Linked DNA regions of Sus scrofa: region 2 is linked to region 1. Evidence: chromatin contacts called from public HiChIP or PLAC-seq data. All regions are on one chromosome and are shown on one strand. Each heading gives the region's core, a stretch centred on a gene start, on an enhancer-like site or on the middle of the called end of the contact. The rest is flanking DNA. Distances are from core to core; before and after follow the strand shown. Region 1 overlaps LOC102165540 (a long non-coding RNA gene). Region 2 has its middle 100 kb from the start of KLHL29.

The links. HiChIP or PLAC-seq counts read pairs in DNA pulled down with a chosen protein or histone mark.
Region 2: an H3K27ac HiChIP or PLAC-seq map of skeletal muscle shows a contact between it and region 1. The contact joins two enhancer-like sites. A contact is called at or near these places in 2 of 2 datasets of contacts at active chromatin or transcription factors (alveolar macrophages and skeletal muscle).

What each region holds. Positions count from the first base shown.
Region 1 is chr3:115,196,902-115,200,778 of Sscrofa11.1, forward strand. All of the region lies in intron 1 of LOC102165540 (a long non-coding RNA gene), which reads left to right. Among named protein-coding and RNA genes, the nearest start is that of KLHL29, 260 kb to the left of the region's middle. Within about 2 kb of position 2,275, at least 11 of the 83 cell types and tissues checked have an H3K27ac peak or open chromatin away from gene starts, as enhancers often do. A contact at or near this core is called in skeletal muscle, where this site is marked.
Region 2 is chr3:115,039,067-115,042,943 of Sscrofa11.1, forward strand. No RefSeq gene overlaps it. Among named protein-coding and RNA genes, the nearest start is that of KLHL29, 100 kb to the left of the region's middle. Within about 2 kb of position 1,790, at least 19 of the 83 cell types and tissues checked have an H3K27ac peak or open chromatin away from gene starts, as enhancers often do. A contact at or near this core is called in skeletal muscle, where this site is marked.

The DNA of each region.
Region 1 (3,877 bases), core at 1,025-3,524:
TACCATGTTCCTTAATTTTAAGGGAATTTCTACTGGATATAGGATTATAGATTAGGAGTCCTCCCTGCCCCTCTGCATTTTAGCTTTGTCATTCTCTTGTCTCCTAGCTTCTATTGTTTGTTGAGGAGGCCTTATTGCTGCTTCTAATGTATCCTTTTTCTTCCTCTGCCTATTTTAAGATTTTTCTTTTTGTCTTTTGCTTTCTGAAGCTTTACTAGGATCTTCCTTTGTGTAGTATTCCTTGTTTTATTTATTTGATTTTATTAGAGTTCCTTGAATCTGTGTATTGATGTCATTCTTGGTCTTTATTTCTTCAAATACTGATTCTTCCCTATTTCCTCTCCTCTCTCTGGGATTCGAATTCCATAGTGGTTCTTTTCACTGTGTCTCTTATTTTTTTTCTTTTTAAAAATTCTCTCCATCTCTCTTTGTGTGTGTATGTATGTGTCTATGTATGAGTTTAATCTTTTCTTTCCTGCTTCAATTTGGTTATTTTTCTATGGACTTATTTTCCAATTTACTAATTCCTTTTTCTTCTGTGTCTAATCTGCTATTAAACCTATCTATAACCTATTCATTGAATCCTTAATTTTTGCTATCATATTTTTTGGTTCTAGAATTTCTCCTTGTTTCTTTTAAAATAGATTTCAGTTTTAAATCTTTTCATGTATTTGTTTGAACATATGAACCCTAGGTTGTTAAAGTCTTTGATAATTACAGTATCTTGGTCACCTTAATGTATCTTTCTAAAGTCTTAGGCTTTTAAAAATTGGTCTATTTCGTGTTTCCTGGATTGCTGGGTAATTTTGAGTAAACGCTGGCTATTGTGAATGAAAAATTGTCAAGGCCCTGGATGATGTTACCTTCCTTTAGAGAGGATTTTTTTTCCCCATGAGTAGACAGTTGAAGAGTGGGCAAATCACCTTGATCTTATTAGAAACTGAGAAATTTTGAGACTGGATTTTGAGCTTTGTGAGGGCTAGTCTCTATCTTTTCTCCTAGTGTATAATCCTTTAGCTATCTCAATGAAAATCTATGTTATTTACCAAAAGCTCTCCTCCTTGTTGGGCCCCAAACTTCAATATTTTTTGTCTCTAGAACTTTGAGATTGCTCACACTCTGATGGGTTTCTCAGCATTTTAGAAGCTGTTTACTCCTTAGTTTCTTGGCCTCTTGCCTATCACGTGGAAACTTAGGAATGAGAAAATTCCATAAGGGGAATTCAAATTTGGAATGCCCAACTTATTTCTATAGGGCCCTTTGCTCCCAGATCTGCAGTTCCCTAAGTTCTGGCTTCTTTGGTAGCTTTGGATTCCAATTTGTGTTTTCTCAGTCTAGCAGGGCCAATGAGGTTCTAGGCTTATATGACTTCTCTGTCTCAGTGATGCCCCTTGGGAACTGGCAAATGCCCTGAAGTGAAAACATGAGGGGCATTTAGGGTTTACTTACTGCATTTCCCTTTTCTCCAGAATCTTGGCCCCTAAAGTCCTGGCTGCTTTTGTTACTCTCCTATGACTCCAAACAGCTGTTTTCTGCAATATATTTAGCTTTTATAGTTGCTCTCAGCAGGATGGTTAACCTGATACAAGCTACTCTGTCAAAGACAGAAGCCAACATCTCCAGATATTTATTTTTGAAAGTGGTTTCCAGGACATGTCCTCAGGCCATTGCACATTTAGCTCTATCTCCTGTATTTCTTTGAGGCTTCCCCAACTGAGGGCTGGCAAGGTCTTTTGGCATCTTCAACAGCATTGATAATAAATTATTAAGCTCTGTTTAATATAGTTTCTAAATATTAACTATTTTGTAAGTATTTTGAAATTGATATTAATGTGCCAAGCATGATCTTTCTCAATCATATCACTCAGTTTACTACAATACCGATTCTTTATGAAATAAAGTTTTCCATCTTTCACTTCATATTGTGAGGCATTCCATTTCAAACTGCACACACACACCCCCACCCACCATGCCTCTTTCCACCCTTCTGGGAACCCTGACCTGAGCTGATACTGAATCTACTGTTACATTGCTATGTGGCCATGGGCAAGCCTTTCAACCCTTGGCCCTCAGTTTCTTCATTTGGAATATGAAGCAGGGGTGAGGATTGGATAGGACCAGGCAAGCTCACAGGATCCTTCCAGCTCTGATGGTCAATCTGCCTTCTATCCCTTGGTTTGGAAAATCCTTGGTAGAACAATCAGACACTTAGACTGAGGGGTGGATCTCACTCAGACTGCAGAGCTCACTTCCTAAGTCAGCCAGTATCTTGGCTCTGGGCCAGTCCTCTCTGGAGCATGGGGGATGAATGGACTGGTCTGGGGCTGTGTTCTTGGACAGGTAGGTGCCCTGGGCAGTGGGCCTTCCCAGGAGCTGCACCCCAGTGTGATCAGAAGAATGAGAGAAACCTCTTACACCACTCCCAGTCTCCCAGACCTGCATCAGTCAGCTATTGCAGCCAGGAATTTCAAATCTACAGGTGCTTGCCTCTCAGGCTTGTTCAAAATGTGTCCCTTCTCTTCTTTCTGAATATGCTGTCTTGGAAGAAATGTCTGGAAAAATCAGACCCATTCTTTGCCCAGTAGTAGCTTTAAAATCTTCACTTTAGAATCAGTCCTGAACTGCATCTGAGCCTGTCCTCCCTTCCCCCGCTCAGCTCTGGGTCATGGGACGCAATGCTGGCTGCTCCTCCAGGCTTCCCTGTCAGCAGGCTCTTGGCTGAGTTTGACCAATGAGAAGCACTGGAAGGAAACTTAGGGCAAGAAGAAGGAAGAAGCCAGCATATTTCTCTCTCTTTCTCTTTGCCTTGGGTTGATTAAGTCCTTGGCAGAGGCTGCAAATTCCATGGCTCCAGCTCCTTGTGGACGGGCTTGCTGTGGTTTTCTGTGTCTACTGTTACCCGCTCAGGTAACCCTGTGGCTTTTCTTTATCTCTCCAGCCGAAGAGTGGCCAAAGTTTCTTGCTGCATTCATCTCAAGGGTCCCCTACCATCCCCTGTTGTTTTCCCAGCCTCTTTTCTCACATGCAGTACCAATAGGTGTTATTAAATCCCCTGTGTGTGAATACTTGGAGGGCTTACAACTTTCCTGTTTAGATCCCAATTAATTGAGTTGCTAAAAACTGTACTTCAAGCATCTTTTTCTTTCCTATAGATCTAATTTAAGCACCATTGAAACACATTTGTTTCCATTTCCTTTATCACCTCCTAAAGTAGACAGAATTCATTCATTCATTCAATAAATATTTAGTGAGACACTACTCGATACCCTAGCCGAGGACACAGCAGTGAACAAAAGAGGCACAGTCTGTAGCTTTGCAGCACTCAAAGCTTTGTGGGCAAGGCAGCCCCAAATCTTTAGGATAGAGTGTGTTGAGAATGAGACACTGTTATAACATGCAGACTAGGAGACGGTCAGGGCTGGGCTCAGACCTCAGCCCTGCCACTTACTCTAGGCTTTATGAAGTGGGTAAGGGACTTTGCCTCCCTATATCTCAGTTTCCTCCTTTTTAAAAGAACCCTCAAGAGTTCCTATTGTGGCTCAGCAGGTTAAGGCATTGGCATTAAGGATCCAGCCTTGGCATTAAGGATCCAGCCTTGCCATAGCTGTGGAGTAGGTTATAGACATGGCTCAGATCTAGCATTGGTGGGCTGTGGTGTAGGCCGGCAGCTGCAGCTCCAGTTCGATCCCTAGCCTGGGAACTTCCATATGCTGTACATGTGGCTGTAAAAACAACAAAAAGAGCACTCAGTTAACAACCACTTGACATGTTCAGTGAGGATGCTGATGCTACTAACTTCATAGGATTGTTCATGAATAAATGAGTTGCTATTAGAGAAGGAGACAGATGCCTAGGAAACAAAGTCACATCAAAGGTT
Region 2 (3,877 bases), core at 540-3,039, 160 kb before region 1:
CACACGATCCACAGGTAAACTGTCCTTCTGCTGCTGAACCAGGTGAAGTGTTCAGCCCCACTCAGATGCATTCTCCGCCCGAGAGCATCTATCCAGCATTGGAAGTAGAGACGAGCCTCGGAATAAAGCCCCTCTTCCAGGCAATACTGGAGTCCAAACCCACCTCAAATGCCATTCGGGGCCCCCCACCGGCCTGGGGCTTCATTGTTAAACACCCTCTGTCAGCAGGGCCCCATCTGTGCAATGGATTTTTTTTTTTTTGTCAGTTTTTCAAATCAGAATAGAAACAATTTTTAGTCTATAATTATCATTTCTTTTCTCAACAGACAAATGTTTCCTTTTAAATTGTGGGGCGGAAAAAGCAAAGAACAACATTTTAAACCAAAAAGAAAGACTAAAATTAATTTCCTCTTTACAGAAAAATAAAATACAACAGCTCTAAGAAGCCAGGTTTTTCTTTTCCCAAAAGAGCAACAAAAGCAGCAGTGTATTCATTGCCAGCACTAATGCCCATTTGGAAAAGGCAAGTCCTTGAGGAATGGTGGTGATGGGGTCTCTGGGGTCAGGTCTTGGACCTGATCTCCTGGAGGAGGCTGGGCTGCTCCTGACACTGAGCTCACTCGGGATGAACCATCCAAAGTCCTTGGCTCAGGAAGCCAGTTTGGGATGGAAGGTCCCAGGAGGAGAGGTGAGGTCTGGGGTCTACCAATTGGCCCTCAGTCTCCTTACCTCTGAAATGGGATTTTACATCTTCCATGTGTATTTTACAAGCTTGTGGGGAGGAGCCTTAGGGCTAAGTGCTCTGTGCCTCTGAAGCACTGAACAAATCCTGCGGCTTCTCAGTGCAGTCGAGACAAACCAGACCCACTGCTGAGAAAGCAAGCCCCACTCAGATGCATTCTCCACCTGAGAGCATCTCTGCCCACTTGGAAAGGCCAGTCCCTCTGCATCCGGCTCTCACGCAGGGCCAGCATGCAGCTGGAGAACTACGGACAATTGAGGAAGTGTGAGTTTCCTCCGGGAGAGGAGGGTCCAAGTTTCCTAGTCCAGGCTACAGAGCTTGTTTTGAGAATCAGCCAACAAATGGTGACGACGGCTCAACTCCCCTGGAGGAGGCCCCCCCCGCACCCTCCAGCCTCCTCAACAAGGAAGGGGGTATCTATCACCCACGTCCACAAATGCCCTCTCCCAGTTCAGGGGGGTCACGGCTGATCCATGCTTCCTCCTCAGCCTAAACCCCTTCAGGGGCTCCACGTCACCCAGGGCTGCACTGGTAAAAGTGTAACAGCTGGCTCTGGCTGTGCTGGCGGACAAGACAAACACACAAACCCAGCCAGACCCTGATTCTCAGCATTTGCCAATCTCTGTTGTAGAAAGTATTCCCACTTCAGATTTCAAGCTACCAATAGGATGTCCCTGAACACGGGGCTGGGAACAGCCTTCAACACTGGGATCTTGGGAGCCACTGAGCCAGCCCCAGCTCACCCCACCTGCGGGACTTGTGCATGGGGTGGGGCCACGAAGATGCTGCCCCAAGGCGGTGGCTGCTGCTGCTCTATGCCTGGGAGGACCCCACGTCATCCCAGAGGCAGGGCGCAGAGCTGGCCAGCACACTGGCATGCCCGCCTGTCTCTCCCTCCTCTGACCCTCAGTTGCTTTGCTCCATCAGATCAGGTCCAAACACCTCACCTGGCATTCCAAGCTTTTCGCACCTGGCACCAGCTCGCACTCTCTCCAGGCTCTTGTCCCTCTGCCCCTGCAGAGGTCCCTGCGCCAGCCTCATTGTCGCAGCTTGGATTATCCGGCTCATGAGCTTCCCCCTGCCTATGACATGTCCCTTCCTGCCTTCCCCAGTCCAGCCCCGCCTGTCCTTCATTCAGAGGCCCTTCCTCTGAATGCCCCCGGCTCCCTGCATCTGTTGGCAAGGAAGCCCATGGTGCACAGGGCTTGCCCCTGCTTCACTGCACTCACTGGGCACCTTCCTGGTAGAACAGGGATGCTGGGCCTGCTGCTCAATCCACCACCACTCCTCAGGGTGGGATCCCAATTCGAGAGTCTTCCTGACCTGACTGCCCTTTCTGACCTTTGAAAATTCCCTCTCAAGGAAGCAGAGGAGGCCAGGCACTAATGTCTAGCATCTCTGCTTCCCATGACAAGATGACCAGGGGCCCAAAGACTCACTTGCCTCGGCCGGGCAAGGCCGGAGAGATGGCTGGGTTACATCAGGAAGGAGCTCAGTGGCTGCCCCGGCCGCAGTGAGACTGTCACGGCAGAAGAGCGAGGGCCTGTGGCAAAGACACAGGATCCCTATAATGACCCCAAACAGGTGGAAAAAAAGCAACTGGGTGTCCTGCACACCTGATAGCTTTCTAAAAATAGCCGGTGGGCCCTGGCTCTGCAGGCCTGCCTCTCGGTAGGGGCAGGGGCCGGGGCTCGGGGCTGTTTGATCGCTAAGTTTCGGAGGAGTGAGGCAAGCTGGTTCTGACCCTGACTTGCCCCGACCAGGCTGCCGAGGCTGAGCCAGACACGGCAGCTTAGGACTGGGGTCCGGGGCCTGGCCCATTGCCTGGGAGAAGGAACTGTTGTTTCTTGTCTGCTGGTCATGCGGGGGAGGCAGGGAGACAGGCCAGAGCAGATGCCAGCAGGCTCTGGGCACCATTTCTTCTTGGCCAAGGGACCTGGGTACAGAGACATTCTCCTCAAACCAAGGCGCTGACAGCATCGAACAGAAATGTCATGAGCTGAAGCCACGAGGCGGAGGAGGAAGCGAGAGAAGAAGAGAGGAATTCTCCGGGCCGAGCCCCAGAGGTCTCCTCTGCCCTCCTGCAGGGCCAGGCTCTGGGACAAGTGGGCAGCAGAACAAAGGCAGAGCTTTTTTCTTTGGGGTGCAGGCTGGGCCTTCAGCAGTTCCCTGAGCCCGGACTCCTCTGGCCCTCAACCCCTCCTCTGTGTCTAGACGGAATATTTAGCTCCTGACACCCTTAAGCCACGTGTTCGGCCTCCTGTCCCCAGGCCCAGCAACGTGGCTGCACCTGGGCACTCCGCTGGTTCCGGGAAATCTTTTAAAAACAAATCCCACTCATTAAAAGTAATGGTATGTATTCTTATGGGCCAGAATGTCAGCACATTTTGGAGATCACTAACTCGCCCAGCTGAGAACCAGTCTGAGAGGGTTTGAGTAAAAAATTATAGGGAGTAAAATTGCTTCCAAATAAGATCTCTAGTGAATATAAATTGCCTGCTTCCCACCCCTGACTCCCCATCTTGGAAAATGCGTAATTCTTTTGCCGAGAGGCAAGGAAACTGGGAGGCCTCTCTTCTCCCAGAATGTTTTCATCCCAAGTGTGCTTCTCTCCCTGAGAAGCCCTTTTAGATGCTAGATGCTCTGACTTTTAAGGAGGGTTTTTTTTTTTTTTTTAACTGGGTCTTGGGAGGGACACACAGTATTGCCTGTTCTGGAAAAGTTGGTAAGGCCAACAAAGCAACGGAACAGACAGAATCGGAGAGATTCCCCATACCGCCTGGCCCCCGCTGGCCCCCAGCCACTCTGCCAGCTGAAGACCACAAACGCCCGGCGGGTGTGTTTCCCCTCATTCCTGTGCTGAGATCAAGTTGCTGAAATGTGATGCTTGGCCCACTGACCTGCCAGCCGCGTGGCCGCCCTGGCACCGGGGCCCCACGAGCTCCTACCCGTGAGCCGCGAACATCTATCACCGTGACTCGGCAGCTGTGGCCCTGCCGTGTCCCTGGGAGCCTCTTACGCGTCCAGGGCAGTGTAGCATCTCCTGCTTCCTCAGCCCCTCTGAGCCCTGGCTTCCACACAGAGCCCAGGCAGGCCGGGTGGCTCCTGCACCACTGCAGTGTCCTCTGCCCTCCT